Regions from separate parts of the Hordeum vulgare genome. Here region 2 is linked to region 1. Evidence: chromatin contacts called from public Hi-C data. All regions are on one chromosome and are shown on one strand. The core of a region is the stretch at or near the end of the contact, and the rest is flanking DNA. Distances in the headings are between cores, read along the strand shown.

What was found. Hi-C and Micro-C count contacts between places; a contact is called where the count stands out from the background.
Region 2: a contact with region 1 is called in a Hi-C map of leaf, with 3 times the contacts expected there. The contact joins the promoter of LOC123401309 here to the enhancer-like site in region 1. A contact is called at or near these places in 3 of 6 Hi-C or Micro-C datasets (all in leaf).

What each region holds. Positions count from the first base shown.
Region 1 is chr6H:557,441,939-557,447,209 of MorexV3_pseudomolecules_assembly, forward strand. No RefSeq gene overlaps it. Among protein-coding and RNA genes, the nearest start is that of LOC123406622, 19 kb to the right of the region's middle. Within about 2 kb of position 2,658, at least 2 of the 3 cell types and tissues checked have open chromatin away from gene starts, as enhancers often do. A contact at or near this core is called in leaf, where this site is marked.
Region 2 is chr6H:557,504,265-557,509,535 of MorexV3_pseudomolecules_assembly, forward strand. It overlaps LOC123401309 (phosphatidylinositol 4-phosphate 5-kinase 9), which reads left to right and starts at 2,312. Exons shown (of 10, transcript XR_006611069.1): 1 at 2,312-2,584; 2 at 4,083-5,271.

The DNA.
Region 1 (5,271 bases), core at 1,408-3,907:
ACCCCCCTCTCCCGCCAACACACACATTGTCTCTGTAGCTTAGATGTTGCATAAGCGGTAGAATTAGCCGTCCAGAGTCAAAAGTTCCTAGAAATATTTCACACTCGAAACACATTAGTAATATATGAGAGAACATCTAGGCATGCGGCAACTACAACTAATCGTGATGGCTTGCCCGCAATGCCTATCTATACTTGTAGGTCATACAGATGGATGACATTGACCATCTCCTTCCACCATACACAGATAAAACAATTTATATATTACTCTACTAAGTATGTCATTCTTAGCATGCATGGTAATTAACAATAGTTAACATTTAGGGCCTATTTGATTTGCAGGATTCTAAAAACATGGGAATAGGAAAAACACATGATTGGAATGTCAAACTCATCTCAGTCCCGCCGGATCATGTTTCGTTTGATAAAACCTTAGGAAAAACAAAGGATTCTTTCTAAGAGGTTTAAGCGGTTGCTAGAAATCATACAAGAAGTAGTACAAAAAATCCTTTGAAAAAATTATACAGGATACAATCCTATGAATCAAACAACCAACATATGAAGGATTTTAATCCTTCAATTTTTTTATGAAAATCCTTTAAATCAAATCATTAGAGCCCTTAGTTTTATCCATGCCGAGAAACAAAAAAAAAACTATTATGGAACGTAGCGTATAGGAAACGAAACAACTTCACCTACCGACCTTTTGTTTTATAAAAGGCATGGACAAAAAATAAGAAGTGTGCTGCATGCAAGCAAAATACCCAAGAAAACGGATCAAGGTAAGATCGACCGAGACAAACCGGAGCATATAGAGAAAAGTATATTTTTTGTCCCTTCACTCTGGGCGAAGTCTAGATTTGGTCCCTTAATTCAGAGATCAGACAACTTGCACCCTTAACTACTGAAACCGGACAAGATGCGACCTTGGTCACTGTTTTGAGCGGTTTTGATGTTGTCTGACCCGGGTTTTGACCATGCTGAGTCAACTTCATGTAATGTTTTGAAACTCTGGTGCATTTTTCAAATGTGTGAACTTTATAAAACTCCGCATACTTTTTTCAAATCTGCGTACTTTTATTTCAAATTCATATACTTTTTTCAAATTAGCGTACTGTTAATGAATTATTAAAAATTACACGAACTTGAAATGAACTGAGCAGATTTGAAAAGAGTATTTCAATTGAAAAAAATCACGGATTTGAAAAGTTCACACGAATTTTAGTCAGCATCGGTCAAAATCGGGGTGAGCCAGCACCAAAACCGGTCAAAACCGAGACCAGCGACTAACCTTGTCCAGTTTTAGTAGTTTGGGGTGCAAGTTGTCCGATTTCGGAGTTGAGGGACAAAATCTTAACTCCGTCAAGAGTTGAGGAACGATAAATATACTTTTCTCGAGCATATATATATATATCTCTTCTATCAGAAAAAGCATCGTTCTTTTCTTTTGCGCTGGCCGATGAGGTAATTGGATCGATCAATCGATCGGCATGAGTTAAATTTCTATACATCAATATATGCAGGAAACAAAACGAGAAAACAGCTGGACACGAATTAAGAGCACCGGCAAAAGTGCTCCGCGATCGTACATGTAATGCAAAGCCAGCTCGGAGTGTACTTTTTCTTTGAGTTGTAAGTAGTCCATCCGTTTCAAAATATAAGTCTTTTAAAGGTTTTACTAATGAACTACATATGTATATAGACATACTTTAGAGTGTAGATTCATTCATTTTGCTTTGTATGTAGACCATTAGTGAAATTTCTTATGAAACTTATATTTAGGAACGGAGGGAGTACCATATATCTTGCTGGCAGGAAGTTTCTCAGTGTCATCGTGTGGAACTGCAAACCGCAGCCGGCTTGAGCTCCAGAGCTGTAGAGCATCTGTTCAGTGGATTCATCTGTGTGGTGCTTGTCATCTGTGGTTAATCTAGACTATGAAATTGGCCATCGTAGCGGCAGTGGTCATGATGTGGGTGTCTGCTCTCTTTACCCGGTGGAGGTGGTTGTTGACTGGCCTGCTTTGTTTGCTTCCGGGGAGCGGCGGTGCCGTCCGATGGACCGGATTCACAGTATTTAATGGTTTTTCACGAAGTTCTGGATTCTATCTCTGTCCGAATCTGAAAATGAAAATGATACCATGGCATGCTATATGTATCAGGTTCAGGGATAGGTAGGTAGAGGCCGGGCTTATCAAAGCAGTAAAATGCAAATATGGTTTGGCAGAGTAGTTTACCCGAGGTAAGCTAGTTTTCGTTAGTTAGTTGTTTCACTGATTGGTTGGTCGAGGGTGTGAAGTTGAAAAAATGGAGGTAGCGAGGGATCATCTATGCTACTACTCGCGAGGGGCGGACCCAAAGAATTCAGTGGGGGCCGAAGTGACTGGGGGCCCAAATATTTGATTAACTGGGGGCCCAACTAATAAAATATTAGGCTTTATAACAGTAAAAATAGAAATTGACTGGGGGCCCGGGCCCCCACTCGGCTTAACATAGGTCCGCCGCTGCTACTCGCGTTAATATTTCAGAAGATTAATTAAGATCCTCATTAGTCAAATTTCTTCTTTCTTGCTTTCGTTTTCTCGGATAGCATAAAACCATCACAATTGAAAACAAGACGTTGATGGTTGGCCCTCTGTCTGTGTTAATGGTCAACGCAAGTGTTCTTGACATTATATATGCATCGCGTCAGCTCATACAGTCAGGTTCAACGAGTTAGAAACATGATTAAAATTATGTACCCATGCCATTAATTAGTTAAAAAATAATGAAATTTAGCACAATATTCTTGATACTGATGACAAAGTCGAAATGTGGTTTTCTGGACCCTGATCCGAATTGTGACAATCTACACGGACCCCAGGTTGCATGGCCTGGCAATGCTCCTCCAACCTTTGCGTGCCATCTACATAGCCAGCTACCATGTTTTTTTTAAACATCAGCACTTTATTAAGCAACCAATAAAATTACAAAGAATCTCACGGATACAAACCGGAGAAGAACGAAAACAACAAAGATCACTAGAATACATACAAGACTTAGCTTCTTTTTTTTTGAAAAACATACAAGACTTAGCTAGACCCCATGATCTAAAACTTTAAAATGCCGACGAATATGCTTAAAATAGCACAAGAAAAGCCTGAGATTGCATGCTTGATATCTGCCACAACAGAACCCATCACAGAACGATCACGAATAGAAGAATTAACTCGCTGCACCAAAGAGAGGCAGTTCGAGACAAAAGATCACCGTGTTGCAGCCTTCATGTCGTGCAAGGTACACTGACACTAGTGGGGACAGGGCCTATAGCCCCGGCCTGTAAGGGGCTTTAGTCCCGGTTCACCAACCAGGACTAAAGGGGCGGGACTAAAGGCCTAACCTTTAGTCCCGGCCCTGTTCCAAGCCGGGACCAAAGGTGCTCTACGTGGGCGCCTCGGAGCGTCCTCAGGGGCAGGCCCTTTAGTCCCGAGTCTTAACACGGACTGTGACTAAAGAGTTTCTGCAGATTTTGTTTATTTTAGGGTTTTAGGGTTTTGGGGTTTAGGTGTTCGGGAGATTAACGTGATGCCTCGTTTGGTGTTCGGGAATTAGTTTTCATATAATTATAAATATACATGTTTATGCATATATATATATATATAAGATTAACTTATCTTACAAGCGAGCATATATATACAATTACATGGACCAACTTCAGTAATGGCCCCTAGCTACACTAAATCGTCATTTGTCATCTATAGCTTCCGTCCTCAGAAAGGTCGCAAGCTCCTCTGCAACAGCAATTGCGCGTTGCTCTGGTAGGGACTTCTCCCTCATGCTCGTGTACTATATAAGAAGAGGAGATGAATATGAATATCAATCATGATAACAAAGAATGACGGGTAAAAATAGAGGTGTGAATGTTCATTGCTTACGTCGTATCTGTGATCCTTGTGCTCAGAGGTAAACGTGCCAATGGTCTCGCAAACATAGTATCCGCATAGATGCGTCCCCCGTGGTTGCTGGTCACACTTTACGAGAATAGAATATATATAATCAAAATAATAATTTAGCATCATAAATGTATTGAAAATAGAAGTATATCATACTACTACTTACCTGAGCCGCTCTAAAGGTCAGCTTCTCAGGCTCGATACCGGGAGTCACGCACTTGAACCGCTTCCAAACCCTACCCGACAAGGAAAATGATTTGCTAAGTTTTTCATTAATTGATATATCAGAAAATCATCGAAAGAGACCGATAGAGCGCAAGAATGATTGAAATTACCCTTGGAGCATGTCCTGCAGGCTTTGGAACTGTTCCAAGGGTCTCGATAATGGGTCGGAGGCATCAACTCTTCCCTTATCAATTTGAATGTCCAACAGAATCCAATGGAAGTTGCACATGTATATATATATATATGTGTGTGTGTGTGTGTGTGTGTGTCAGTAACTTATCAATTACACTTATAAGTGAATGGACACAACAGAGTAAAGACCCTCACCTGAAGTTGTATGGAAACAGTATGTGGTCACAGAAATTTTGATCTGTTAGAAACCTTAGAAGGTTTTCCTCCGTCTCCTTGGGTTTATCAGTTAGCGTCGCTATATGTATTTTATCTGGGTCAATAAACCCAATATTTAGGATGTTCCTATTTTTACATTCCAGAATCTCCATTCTGCATAATAGAGTACAAGTTATATGTAGACAATGAATTGAAATAACTAAACAAGTTATATGTAGACAACGAATTGAAAAACTTACAGACAATAGCAACTCATAAGCGATTTGTCGAGGGCGTCGGCGTTGTACATCTGGAAGAGTTCATCAAAGTCGATATGGATTTCTTCGGGGCGGCCGTAGTACTCCCGTGGGACACTCACCACGATCATCGTTCTCTCATTCTTTGATTCACTTAAGTATCATGTATGCAAGTAACGCATATTTGTTGGGAGATCATCTTTGCTGACCAAAGGCGCTCCCCTGACAAACTGTGGCTTAGGGGCTACCACAGCCTTGGGTAACCTATCGTCTTGGGAAGCCAGAACGTCTTCAACCGGGATACCGCATTTATCCGCCCACTTCTTTGCTAATTCCAAATCTTGCCCCTGCACCAGAGGGGGGACATTCTCGGGTAACACCCTGAGGGGTGGGATCGACTGTTGGGCCTGTTGTCCAAGCTGAGGAACGTCTGATCTTTTTTTGCTTGTAGTTGAACTTGATTTGCTCCCACTTGCACTTGCACGTGATCTGCTCTTTTTCCCTTCCTTCTGCAATGTGCGTGTATAGTCAT
Region 2 (5,271 bases), core at 1,062-3,561, 62 kb after region 1:
TGAAGCATGTGTCTCCTCCTTTTCTTCTCCTCCCTTGCTCTGCATTACCAGATAAATAGCAAGCTTTGCTTCCTTAATCTTGCTCGTTTATTGACGATAAATATCCCTTGATTAAGTCTGGGTTCGCAGCGTGGCACGATTGGTTTTTCCACGGCTTGTAGCCAAACATTTCTTTCCTTCGACGTTGCGCAAAAAGCTCTACATGGCTCCGTGTTAAGACAAGGAGAATACAATCAAGATTGCCGTCCAAGAACATAAAACCAAATATATGCATACATGCATGCTTGAGATCCGGCAATCCGAACGGTGTCCATTATTCTTTTTGGATCATATGTTAATCACGCATGTATAAGTGTCAATAGTTAACTTGGTCCTAAACCTGATCTAACGGGTTAACGAAGCCAGTGTTGAGCAGTGATATGATGTCGACACATGCTTGCTCATGCGTCTATTCCAACCACTTGCGTGTGGGCCCTAGCTGTGGAAGGAAGGAGCTTGAAGGGGAGAGTTTGACCCATGATGAGTGGATGCAAGTTGACCTGCCGAATGCCAATAGGATATACATATACACTGTGCCTCGAACGGGATAAACAACAAATACCGAGATAATGGGGAAACAAAATGCATTTCCATATACAACAAATACGTACTACTCATAACCTTTAATTTTTTTTAACATACTCATAACTTTAAAGTTATACTGTGATAATCACATATGTATGGTATTTGGTCCCATCCGTGACAGTTTAGGTCTACTGTTTGGCAAAGAAATTCATGGTCGTCCTTGTAGAAGGCGCAACTTTTCTCCAAAAAATCCAACACGGCCACTGACTAATTGTTTCCGAATTAGAAACATGTATAACAATCACATGGAAAATTGTTGTCGCGAAGAACATACCAGCTAGAAACTATGCAGACGGCACTCTCACACCACCGTTCAGAGTGCGATGTAAGGTTGATGAATGATATTTGCCCACGAGTTCGAACCCAAGGATAAGAACTGTGTAGAGCCGAGATGCGATAAACATCACACACGGTCTGTGTAATTCTTCAAAGTCGAAGCCAGTTATCTGTTTTGATACATACCTTATCTTATTTGTTATTTTCTTCGTAAAAGGATCCCCTGTTTTATATTATAAAAGCAGGCAACACCGATCATATAGTAACTGCTGGGACGAACAATACATCAAATTTTAAAAAAAAGCCAACAACGACAGTTCGACAAAGCTTGGATGAGCCAGCACCGCTGCATCCTCTGTATTCGTCCCACCACACTCTAAGGCTTCGAATCACCACGTATCAAGCAAAACCCTTAAGAAGGAACGCGACGCCGACGACGCTGCTGTCCAGACATGTCCTAGGATTTTTCCCGTCACACGAAGGGAAATGCAGGATGGGTTAACACTGGCGTCCTTCAAGAAGGAACGGTGGCGCCCGCAGGTGTCACTGCGTCAGAGCCGAATGAACCGGCAAGGCGGCAAGGCGGCAAGGATGCTTCCACACCCCGTCATCTGGCCTCGTGATGGTGATCACGGTGAGGCGGCAAGGGTGGTGTCAGCCAGTGATGGCGCATGCTGGTGGGCGGCAAGCTGGGTGGTTGGCTTCGGGTCGGTTAGGTAGTGGTGTTTTTGATGACACCACCCTTGCCGCCTCACACCCTAGATGACGGGGTGTGGAAGCATCGGGAAACGAGGACGGCAACACCAAGGAGGTGCGGGAGGGAACTGCCTCCACCGCCGTCGCGTGGCAGGTCACCCGCTATGGTTGTTGTTTTATATACAAAACATTATGGAAAGCCTGTATCTAGAGTATATACTGGCCAAAATAAATAAATAAAGGATGGAAAGCCTGCCATGGCTGTTGCTTTATATGAAAAAAAAGAAGGATGGAATCCTGTTTCGAGATTATCTACTTGCAAAAAAAAAAAATGAAAACATACACTACTTACCGGTCATCCCTTGGATCCTAAATAAGTGGGCAGGGCGGTGCGTGGACGGTAAAAATAATGATAATAATAGCCCTGTGCTGCTGACTGCTGGCGGATCCTGGCAGGAGGAGCTCGGTGACAGATCCTGGATCGTCCACCAAAGCCAAAGCCAAAGCCAAAATCTCCCACCGTGCATCGCTGATATTCAATAACAAAGCCCATCATCCACTATTAGTTAAGTTAATCATCGAGGCGGGCAGGCGGTTTAGTTTAGTTTAGTTTAGTTTAGTGTACTTTATTATTATAATAATTATATAATCCAATCCGGGACGGACGGACGGGCGGCCTGAAAAGATCCAACACCGGCGGCAGGACCAGTACTTTACGGGAGGGAGGGAGGGAGCGACATTTCACACTCACGTCGTCATTCCGTTCCGCTGCTTCCTTCCAACTCCACTCGATCGATCACCCTCCATCCTCCTCCTCCTCCTCCTCACGCTCGCGCGTCGTCGTCGTCGTCTTCCGCCGCGCCAGCGCTCGGAATCCCCGCCGAGCGCGCGCGCGCGCGCGACCCGGTCCAGGCCGGCCGCCCCGCGCGCGGCCGCCGCTAATCCCCGTCCTGTAACCGCTGCCTGATCCCCGCCACGCCACGCTACGGTACGGCAACCACCCCCACTCCTCCATCTTCCCCGCTCGCGTACGCCTCGATCCGCTTTCCCCTCCTCCCGCCGGCTGGGTTCATCCAATCCCCTGCCGGCGCCGGTATCGTCCGGTCTCGTCTCGCGGGGGTTCGTCTCTATATTCAGTTCCCCCCCTCTCCGTTTGTTTTTCTGTTCCTTCGTTGGCGACCACGCCGAGGAACTGAAAGGTAGCCAGTCGCGCCGCCGGGACCTTTTCCGACACGGCCGACTTCCCTCCGTCGATTCGGTGCCCCGATATCATGACTCCCCGTTCTGGACTGGACTGGATTGGATTGGATTGGTCATTGGATTGGCGGCGGGCGTCTCATGATGAATCACTTGCCTCTGTTTTTTTATTTTTCTCACCACTACTAGTCATTTGTACTGCTTGTTTCTGTCCCCCCCCCCCCCCCCCCCCCCCCCACCCTGGAGTGGGATCAGTTCCGTGGATGACCACCGGGAGTAGTAGCCTTTTCCGGATATGAACCAACAAATATTGGTTGGTTGGTCCAGTGATGCAATATCTTTGGTGGGCCTATGGTCCTCCTCCTCCATCAGTTTGTTTCCCTCCATGGGGATTTGTTTCTGGACGAGCACTAATAACACACTTCAACGTTTTAATTCAGATATCATACTGCACGCATGATCCAATGGTGGATTGCTGAATGGGTGTGTTGTTGGCCCTATGCCACTGCCTCCATCACTTGGCCACCCCTGTTTCTAGTCTAGTCTAGCTGTTACTTATATTTGTTTCTGGATATAAGCACTTGGATGTTTTGGGACCTTTTTAATACAGATATAATATGATCCAATGATAGATAGATAGACAGATAGATTGCTGGGTGGGTGGTGGACCTGTGAGCCTCCATTCACTTCAGCTTGACTCTGCTTTCCTTCTAGCTAGCTAGTATTTCTTTTCGTCTTCTGCGCAGATTTATTTATCGGTGCTCTGAATTCGATTCATCCCCTCGCTACAGCATCAGTCCGGCTTCTTAGCTTGATCTTCAACCATGGCAATCGAGCCGGCTTCCGCGCGCAACAGGGGCTGATTGCCTCATTGCCACTCCGTGTGAAGATAGATAGATATAAGGGCCTCTCATCTATTGGCATATGGCCACTTTGGGTAGTATATATATTCAGGTGGAGGGACTCCTCCCCTCTGATTTCTCAAAAGAAAACAATCCTCTCCATGGGTTTGTGCTACAAGCTTTCTCGTCTTAGTTTGACAAATTAGATATGTTTCAGCTTGGATTTCAGAGGACAGTGTGTGCGCTGTTCAGAATTCACACATGTGTGCTTTGATGTTGTACAGCTTTTGCTGAGGGTTTCGGTGCCCGCTTTGCAGCCTTGATGTACCCTCAAGTTTCACCCTATGGCCATCTCTATTCTCATGAGAATAATTTCTGAAAATCTTGCAGTTCGCTTCACTAAACAGATGTTAAGTTACTCATGTATCTTGTCTAAATTATGTGCAGGTTGAGGTCTGAATCCAAATCTCCGTTTCTGTGGCGACTGCTGCTCTGGGGTATGCATGACACCCCCAGTGGCCCTTCGGAACGAGCTACAAGGGGTATCCAGTTCTGCTAGGGCTGATCTGTTCCGAGGCGCCAGTTGCAACATCGAGAGTGAGGTGCTGGCAACTTTGGCAAATGGCCAGGACCCACGTGCTTCAGGAGCAAACACCGGCTTCAGAGTCAGACATGTTAGGCTCCCCAGCGGGGACACCTACTCCGGTACATTGTTGGGAAGCACGCCGGAGGGTTCAGGGCGGTATACCTGGTCAGATGGTACTATTTATGATGGCGAGTGGAGGACGGGGATGAGGCATGGGCAAGGAAAGACGTTGTGGCCGTCCGGAGCTAGCTATGAGGGCGAGTATGCCGGTGGGTACATATATGGTGAAGGCACGTACACTGGGCAGGATAACATCGTCTACAAGGGACGGTGGAAGCTGAACCGTAAGCATGGTCTCGGATGCCAGACGTATCCTAATGGAGACATGTTCCAAGGTTCTTGGATTCAGGGAGAAATACAAGGTCACGGAAAGTATACATGGGAAAATGGAAACACGTACACCGGCAATATGAAAAATGGCAAGATGTCTGGAAAAGGAACATTTACATGGAAAAATGGTGATTCGTACGAAGGCAACTGGTTAGATGGCATGATGCATGGGTATGGTATCTATACATGGAGTGATTGTGGCTACTATGTCGGAACCTGGACCAGGGGATTGAAGGATGGGAAAGGTACGTTATATCCTAGCGGTTGCAGAGTTCCTGCTGGTGATGAGCTGTATATAAAAAATCTTAGGAACAGAGGTGTGTTGCCTGACCCTAGAAGGCAGAATCATGGTTCACGCATACTTCACTCCTCATCAGTTGACATGGGAAATATGAAGGTTGGCATAAATCGCGAATCTGCCTCAACTAGAAGGAACTCAAGTGATTCAAGAAATGTGTCCTTGGAAAGAAGGTGGAGCCTTGAGGTAGCTATTGAGAAATTCATCGGAAATGAAAATAGTGAAACCTCTGAAAACATTGACGATTCTGAGTTGCCTATACTTGAAAGGGAATACATGCAAGGTGTTCTAATCAGCGAGGTAGTACTTGACAGGAGTTTTTCGGGCTCATCCAAGAAGGCAAAGCGCCGGCAGAAGAAGAC